Regions from separate parts of the Mus musculus genome. Here region 2 is linked to region 1. A link is a contact called in public promoter capture Hi-C data. All regions are on one chromosome and are shown on one strand. Each heading gives the region's core, a stretch centred on a gene start, on an enhancer-like site or on the middle of the called end of the contact. The rest is flanking DNA. Distances are from core to core; before and after follow the strand shown. Region 1 overlaps Rabgap1 (RAB GTPase activating protein 1). Region 2 holds the start of Rpl35 (ribosomal protein L35).

Region 1 (4,274 bases), core at 638-3,137:
AGGTTAGGCTTCTGGTGCCCCTATAGAAATATGAGTCTTAGACCAGTGGTGGTAGTACACACCTTTAATCCCGGCACTTGGGAGATAGAAAAAAGTACATCTCTGTGCCTAAGCTTAGTCTAAAGAGCTAGTTCCAGGACAGCCAAGAACCCTGTGTTGAAAAACACAAAAGGGAGATGGGGAGGAGGAGAGAAATAAATAGCCTTAATCTTTTGTCAGGTTATATTAAATACTAAAAATATTTAGGTATACATGAGGATGGTAACTTAACAGAATGCAACCCTTTTTCTTCTGACACCATCACTAACCTCATTTTGTGACCTTGAGCATATTTCCCAATGATTATGAGCCTCCACTCGTCCTTATCACTGAGGCACCGTAAGTGGCAAGAATGTAGTTCAGGTCTAAAACTTCAGAACAGCTTTCCCATGCCAAAGTATATTACTGGTGGACACATCCTCTTTTGTCAGGGTCATACCTAGGTACTGAAAGAGGGTTTGTAGGACTGCCCAGGACAATAAGAAGAAGACAAAGAAAAAAATCATCACCAAGATAGCAAAATCTAAGCTGTGGTCAGAGAATGGACAGAGAGCAACTGCAGAAAATCAAGATCAGCATTCTGGTTGGTCTCAGACCACAACCAATGGGACGAGAGGCCTACCAGCTAAGGAGCCTCAGTAAAGGGATGAAAACAGGTGCCATACTAAGTGACGTGGACTTACAGGAATTTTAACTGAATGGTGGTATGCCAAGACAGTGATTTGAGAGGCTGTAATTTCAGATTAGAGAGTTCCCAAATCCTTAGGCATTGTATGCCTGCCTCAGAAGAGCAGATAAGATTCCAAAAATTCTCACACTTCGCTGTTATTTCTACAGGACTTGGAACACCACTTGGGCCTTGCCCTCAGTGAGGTGCAGGCAGCCAAGAAGACCTGGTTTAACCGAACACTGAGCTCCATAAAGACAGCAACTGGTGTTCAAGGGAAAGAGACATGTTGAGAACAGCTGCTGCCTCCAGACACCTCCAGAAAACACACCACCTTTTGTTGCCTTCTTTGGCCAGATGTGTGATTCTGTGATATGTTGCAGGACCAGAATGAACCTAGGTCAGAGCTGTATAGTATATTGTTAGGTCAGTGGGCTAGGGCTCCTGCAGCAGGCTGCCAACCCAACTGATGCTTTGGGTATGCACCAGAGTCCTTCCTCCTAGTGCCATTCAGGCCTCTTTTCTGTATAGGAAGGAACACTTCACACAGCCAGACTTGGGGAATACCCCAATGTATTGGGTTTTCTTTTTCTAAACCCTTTAAAAAAATTGTGTGTGTGTGTGTGTATGTGTACACATATACACACATGCACACACTCTATCCTTTGAGTTGGGGAGCAGGGGTTCAGAAATTTGAGTAATTCTTATCTATCAGTGCCAGCAAAAGCCCCTAGGAGATGAGAAGCACTTTGAGTAGAAGGGTCTCATAGTCACAGTTCAAGTCACCTAATTTTTTTTTAAACTAATATAGTGCATAGGTTTTGATTTGGAATTATTCATATTGCTGAGCAATTCTATGCAACTCTCATAGTCGTGTCTTTTTTTTTTTTTTAAACAAAACAAAACATTAGCTGCCAAACTACTTCTAAAGGCTGGAATGGGCCACATGACTGTGAGACTGAATCAATCATGACACGGACAGCTCTTATTTTGTTTAAAGTGTACATATATATGTGTGTGTATATATATGTGTGTGTGTATAAATATATATATATATATAGATATATATATAGATACATTTCCCAGTACCCTGAACTGACAGTGTTTAAGTCCCAGACAACCTGCTAATCTACCACTGCCGTCTGTGGTCATGGGGCACTTCCTTTCACTTGAGGTTTATTGGGCTTTGTTCTTCCTGCCAATGTAGGAGCTGGCAAGAGCTCCATGACCTCTAATGTGTGCATAGCAGGTCGTTCAAGAGAGCAAGACTGAATACATGAAAGTCCCTACACACTGTAAAGTCCTACTTTCCTGGCTGGATCTCTGTCAGGCCTCTGAAGCCTCCAGGGGGGCCAGGTGTACATCTCACTGGTCAGGTGATGGGCTGTGGATTCTCACTTTAAAGCTATGAAATGGCAGTTTTAGCACCTTTTTTTTAATTAAAAACAAAACCTTTTGACTCTTAATTTATATGCTGACAAGTGGTGTCACAAGTGGCTCATCCTCTCTGCTCTGTGTGCAGGTAGCTTGGGTTTGTATATAAGGACACTAGTTATTTTTTCTTTCCCTGTTGGCTTTTCTAATGCTTGATGAGGTCATCTACAGTGGGGAGATAATAAGTGGCCTGCTCTTCCCCAGACCATCCCCTACACCACTTCCTGTGTCTGTCTCGTTCAGTTAACCCAAACAGTATAAGCCCATCTTAAACTAGGTGTGTGGACATTGTGTGCTAGGGTAGTTTGTGTGTCAACTCCATGAACTGAAATATAAATCAGTAAAACTGTATTACTATTTCTTTTGTTTGTTTTAACAGCATATTCATTAAATATTTTGGTACAAACAGCATTGCTTCATACAAAAGTAGTTTTATGTTTGCATATTCCTTTCCCACCCATTCCCCAGAAGTGCATATGGGAAGAACATATTAAGTAAAGGTTGTGTTATGCAAGAGATGCCTGCCCATGGCCCTTACTGAGAAGTGTAGTGCTGTGGGTCACAGTGCTTAAAATTAAGTCTTGGGCCGGGCGTGATGATGCTCGCCTTTAATCCCAGCACTTGGGAGGCAGAGGCAGGCGGATTTCTGAGTTTGAGGCCAGCCTGGTCTACAAAGTAAGTTCCAGGACTTTCAGGGCTACACAGAGAAACCCTGTCTCGATAAAACAAAAAAAAACAAACAAAAAAAAAAAAAATGGTCTCACCAGTTGAAGATCGGAGAAAGAACAGCAAGTAGCTGGTAGTTTAAGAAGGGAAGCAACTGAAAAGAGCAAGTGTTTGCTCAGACACAGGAAAAGCAGTAACAAGGGTGGGTATATCTTCACTGAGGTTCCTTTCTCTCCCTAGCTGGTCATCTCAACATCTCAACACCCTAGGTCCTTTACACTTTTTACTACACCTCCCTTCTCTGAATCTCAACTATTGCTTTGTAACCCTCCACTTGCCACAAGCCAGAATCTGGGCCTGGTCAAGTAGTCCCTGCCTGACTTCTACATAGTTGCTGATCCTTAGGCCTAAGCTGTGGTAAGTACTCTTGGAAAGGCCAGGAAATGGCTCCAAAGCACAGTTCACAGGGTGAAAGACATGCTTCTTGGGTCTACATTTGCTGGCTGGCTAGCTGTTCAAGGCTCCCATGTTAGGGAGAAATCTCCATCTTGAAGCTATACACCACCATCTAAGAAAGGGATCCATATGCCAGTCAATCTTAGTGTGTGAGCCTAAAACAACTCAAGATACTAAAATTTATAATTGGGAATATACCTTATAAGTGTATGGGATACACTGGACCACTGGAGGTACAGTTTTATAAGCAAGACAAGAAGGTAGTGATAAACTCTGCAGTGACTGGATTTCTTGGGTAGAAGCAAGAGGAAAATGTTAAGGAAGGATTGGAAAAAGTAGTCTAAGTCAGGTGGAGGCCCATGCAAATGACCTGGAAGATGTGGGGAACAAACTGCTGCAGAGATTAAAGGTAGTTTGTATTTGGGTAGTTCTCTGCTGATCCTTTATGGAGGGAAATGGAAAGAGAAAGAAGAGTATGAACGGAGGTAATAGAACAGAAAGATGGGAAAAGGAGTCTCGAAACTCAATTCTACATAAGCAGTAGGAAGATAAATTTAGCTTTCACTGTTTTGGTCCTAGATAGCCTTGGACAGAAGAGCTGCAGATGTGTGGGATATACATTTGCTAGTGAGTGGGTCATCTATAATGCAAAACTTCTCAATTTCAACACTGTTGGCAGTTTTGGTGTCCTGTGTGGCAGTATTCAGCAACTTACTTGGTCTCTACCTACTGGATGCCAAAAGCATACAACCCAAAATATCTTCAGGTATTGCTGAATATTCCCTAGAAGGCTCAGAGCACTAAATGTTCTTCACTTGTAACATGACTGGAGGCTGGGGGGTCATGGGGTGGGGGAAGAGACACATGCAGAAAATATGGAGAGTAAGCAAGTACCAGGACAGATGTATAAGGATGGAACAGGTCACAGATGAACCTTGTTTTTAGTGAGATATGGAAGCAGAGTTCATTATGCTGTTGGTGAGGCAGGTTTAACATAGCATTGCAGATAGCA
Region 2 (4,274 bases), core at 1,117-3,616, 1.4 Mb after region 1:
CTTCAGCCATGTCAAGTTCATTCACCCACTTAGAGCTCTGCCCATTGAGCAGTCACCAAACACACCCATCTACTGTTCATTCTACAACAGAGTGGACAGACTACAAAGCTCAACACTTAAGAGTTCACACACCAGGATGCCTGCAATCCCAACTGTTGCGAGCCGGCCAGTTAGAGGCAGAGGGCCTCTGGGAGTTCTAGGCTACCCTGGTCTAAAAGAAAGCAACCCCCCAGAACTCCTACCCCGGCTCCTTGTGGACTGGAGGTAGTTCAGGGCAGGGTCACTCACTTGCCTCATGGCTTAATCCCAAGCACCACCTAAATAAAGAGCCTCCACCTCCAGCCACATGAGCTGAAAGGCCACACATGTCAGCATTAGCAGTGAAGCACAAACAGTTTCAAACGCCACTGCGCAGGGGTGAGGTAAGCGTCCTACACCACTCAGCAGGCTGAGTGATGGGTGTCTGGGCCCCAGCATCTCAGAAACCGAACTTCAGACCCGCCTAAGTTAAAAAAAAAAAAAAAAAAAGTCCCTTGTGGGCAGTGAAGTCATACTTTGTGATGAGCCAGACCCAACACTGAGTAAAAGACTCCACCTGATGGCCTCAACTATAAAATGACACAGCTTCCCCCTACCCCAATTCTTCCGGAGACCAGCCATGGTCAAAGGAAGTAAATTCCTAGCACAGCATGTGAGTTTGAAAGCATGAACGTTTCCCCCCAACCCCCGGTCAGGGTTTCTCTGTGTAGCCCTGGCTGTCCTCGAACTCAGAAATCCTCCTGCCTCTGCCTTCCAAGTGCTGGGATTAAAGGCGTGTGCCACCACTGCCTGACAACACTAACATAACAAACATCTTGTAACTATCCCAGCAATACCCTTAATGTCCTCATGATATGGCTCCAAAGAGAAGCTTTTGGGGGTCGCTGTTTAGCAACTGTGGGTGTCCTTGGGCAACGCAACCTTTCCAAGCCTTGCAACAGCAGGTGCTTGGCTGTGAGACAGACACCCTGAACAGCTAGCTTTGCCTCAGGCTAGGGTTCCAGTTCCATCTTCTAACAAAGCAATCTAACCCAACAACTACCACACAGCTGAGTTCAAAGCTAGTGTCCAGTCCACCCTCACATCCGACTTTTTTTTTGGGTTTGGTTTTCTGAGTGCTGAGATTAAAGGCTTGCGCCACCCTGACCAGCCACATCTGACCCTTTGACACCAAGAACTCCTGTCAGTTCGGGAAGCTGGTAACTGGGCAAACTCAGCCACATAATGGGAGCTTACTGAGGCCCAGTCCTCCAGTCCCTTGTACCCTATACCCTTTCCACAACAGTTCCTGGCCAGTGCTCACCTTGTAGAATTTCCTGAGGTTTTCTTTTTGAGTCTGGTTAATAACAGTGAGGACTCGGGCGATAGACTTGCGAACGACTCGTCTATAAAAATAGATGGCAGTGAAGATCAGGTAGGCACATTAACCCCTCCAACACAAGGCCCTCATTTCTGCCACCCAGGAGGGAAATCTAGAGATAAGGACAGGTTTGTCAACAGATAGACGTGGACACTTAATGCAGATTTGGCCCAAGAACTTATCCCAAAGGCCAGAGACTGAGACCATGCCTTCAAGTTACCTAGTTCAGTGTAAGGAATCACAAATTGGAGAAAAGAGAACAGGTGTGAAGAGAGGACATTGAAGCCAGGCAGAGGCCACGAACAGCTGATTTTAGTCATGGTGATAAGAGATCAACTCGTGACTGGAACACATGGGCTCAGCGTCTCTTTTCAAGTTTCCCTCCCTTGTCGTCACCACTTGCTTCCAGCCGTACTACAACCCATGTGAGGCGGCACCACCATGGCCCTTCAAGGAATGCCCTATTCTCTCACCACAGTAGTTGGCCAAGGACAGTCGAGGGGAAATGGCTCAAGGGGCCAAGGCAGGGAAGGGGAAGCACCCAGCTGGGACCTCAAGGCCCACTTACATCTTGGAGAGCTTGGACGCGGCGCCGCCTGTCACTTTGGCGACCCGAAGCTGGGACAATTCCACCTTCAGATCGTCCAGTTGTTTCAACAGCTCCTCCTTCTTCTTGCCGCGCAGGTCCCGAGCCTTAATCTTGGCCTGCAATGAGGAGCGACTCTATGGGTCACGGAGCTCCCGCTTCGTCCCCGGCCGACCCAGGAGGGACGGTGCGCCAGAGGCCGCGGCGTAAGCGAGGGCGGGCAGCCTGAGCCGGCCCCCGCTGCTCTCTGAGTTCCCCCCGTCCGCCCCGCGCCCCGCGCCACTGTCCCCACGTGTCCCCGGCGACCGATGGCACCCGATTCCCGCAGCCTCACCATTTCGGCGTTGTTCACGGCTGAAGCAGCCTGGTTCGAGAGAAAGAGGAAAGGGCGGGGCCGACTTCCTCAACTACTGCCGGGTGGCGCCGGGCACGGCCAATAGCGTCGCGGTTTGGGAGGCCCGCTCCGCCCCTGCGCAGCCGCGGCCGTGGTGCCCTCCGCTTCCCGGAAGTCCTGCCTTCCTAAGGTTGGCTGGTCTCTAAGCGACCCAGCTGGGGAAACTGAGTCTCGCGATGAGCAACACCGGGCTGGCTGGAGGCAGCGCAGAGAAGGCTGCAGTTCTTCTGTTCCCTCGGTTTTATTCGGAAGCTTGAAGTTCTCTGGTCTGTGCGGGGCTGAGCTAGCCGCGGGTGGTGTCAGGGTGCGGAGGGCATGAGGTGTGAGGGTTTTCTTTAAAAGTTTGAGACAAGGTCTTATTCTAAATCGCTTCCTAATGCTGACAGTACAAGTGCCACAATGCCTCGCAAGTGTATGTGAGAGAGCCAGCGAGCATGGAGGTTGGAGAACAACCTGTGGGAGTTCTCTTCTTCCACTGTTCGGCGCTCGAACGTCGAACGCAAGTGGTCAGGTTCGACCTAACCATCTCGCTATCCTTTTTTTCTTCTTTTCTTTTTTAAATACAAGGCCTCCATATCTATCTATCTATCTATCTATCTATCTATCTATCTATCTATCTATCTATCTATCTATCTATCTATCTACCTACCTACCTACCTATCTCCTGGACTTGTTTTGTACCCAAGTTTGGTATCCAAAGTGCGCCACCACCTGGCAAGGGTAACAATAAAGTCATCCAGCAAGAATTTGCGGAGATGGTATGTAGTAGTACAAATCTCATCCCCAGACTTTTGTGGGATTTCTGATTATTGCTTTAGGTCTGGGCACGGTGTCACAGCGCCCAGGCAGTGGAAAAGGAGGATCCGGAGTTCAAGCCTTCTTTATTACACCAAGATATATTAATGAAACCGTCTCCAGAGAGATTCCAAATCGTGCTGGTAGCTTAGTTCCGTGGTAGTGTTTCCCTGGCATGCACAAAGCTGTGTGCATTCCCGGCACTGATACAAGAATAAATAAAAGCTCCGAAACAGAGTCTTGCTTTATTGCTAGTACCAGTTTATATCTTGGCAAGTCCCTTCGCGTCTCCGGTTAGTGTATCTTTGAGGATTAGAGGAACTAAACTGAAAACCTGCAAAGCTCCCAGCCAAGACCTGATATGTAAAGATTGGGGAAATTATAACATGGTTAAAGTGCACATGACCCTTTGCCTACAGTCCCAGACAGACCGCTAGCATCTAGATCAGAACAAAGCAGACGATGTTGGGTTTGTGTGATGAGTTGACCAAACTGACCAATTGGAGCCCTTTCTTTGCCAAGCTCCATTCAGCAGCTGCCCATTTTTCCAGCAGTTTCTCAATTGTTCATGACTTGATGCTGATAGAAGAGGTACTCAAGGTACTGTAATGAAAGCTGGGCGTGGTGGCGCACGCCTTTAATCCTAGCACTCGCGAGGCAGAGGCAGGCGGAGTTCGAGGCCAGCCTGGTCTACAGAGTTCCAGGACAGCCAGGGCTATACAGAGAAACCCTGTCTCGAGAAAACAAAACAAAACAAAACAAAACAAAAAACCAAAAACCAAAAAAACAAAAAAGGTACTGTAATGAACATTTTTTAGTCACCTCCCATCCCAAGTGTAGCAGCGTACCCTTGTATCCTAAGTGCTCTTAAGTACCAAGCTGAGTTAAGCCATGTGTTTGTGTGCCTGTTTCCAGAGCCAGTCTTGAAGGTCTCTGAGGGTTTAATGCTTTTCAGGCCCAGGATGGGGATACTGGTTGGATAGAATGAATAAGCCTTTTGTAAATGGGATAAGGAGAAATGAACCGAGTGTGGATTAGTTTTAAATGGAAGTCTAAAGATGACCAGGATTCTACTAGAGTTACAAATATACATCATATTT

The links. Promoter capture Hi-C pulls out the DNA fragments that hold promoters and counts their contacts.
Region 2: a contact with region 1 is called in a promoter capture Hi-C map of liver, with 5 times the contacts expected there. The contact joins the promoter of Rpl35 here to the enhancer-like site in region 1. A contact is called at or near these places in 4 of 39 promoter capture datasets (cranial neural crest, hippocampal neurons, liver and 1 more), 1 of 115 datasets of contacts at active chromatin or transcription factors (microglia) and 2 of 9 other capture datasets (adipose tissue and liver).

What each region holds. Positions count from the first base shown.
Region 1 is chr2:37,563,889-37,568,162 of GRCm38.p6, forward strand. It overlaps Rabgap1 (RAB GTPase activating protein 1), which reads left to right. Exons shown (of 26, transcript NM_146121.2): 26 at 877-2,549. The coding sequence ends at 999. Among named protein-coding and RNA genes, the nearest start is that of Gpr21, 49 kb to the left of the region's middle. Within about 2 kb of position 1,888, at least 39 of the 459 cell types and tissues checked have an H3K27ac peak or open chromatin away from gene starts, as enhancers often do. A contact at or near this core is called in liver, where this site is marked.
Region 2 is chr2:39,002,765-39,007,038 of GRCm38.p6, forward strand. Rpl35 (ribosomal protein L35) reads right to left here and starts at 2,367. Exons shown (of 4, transcript NM_025592.3): 1 at 2,320-2,367; 2 at 1,968-2,104; 3 at 1,343-1,424. The coding sequence starts at 2,322.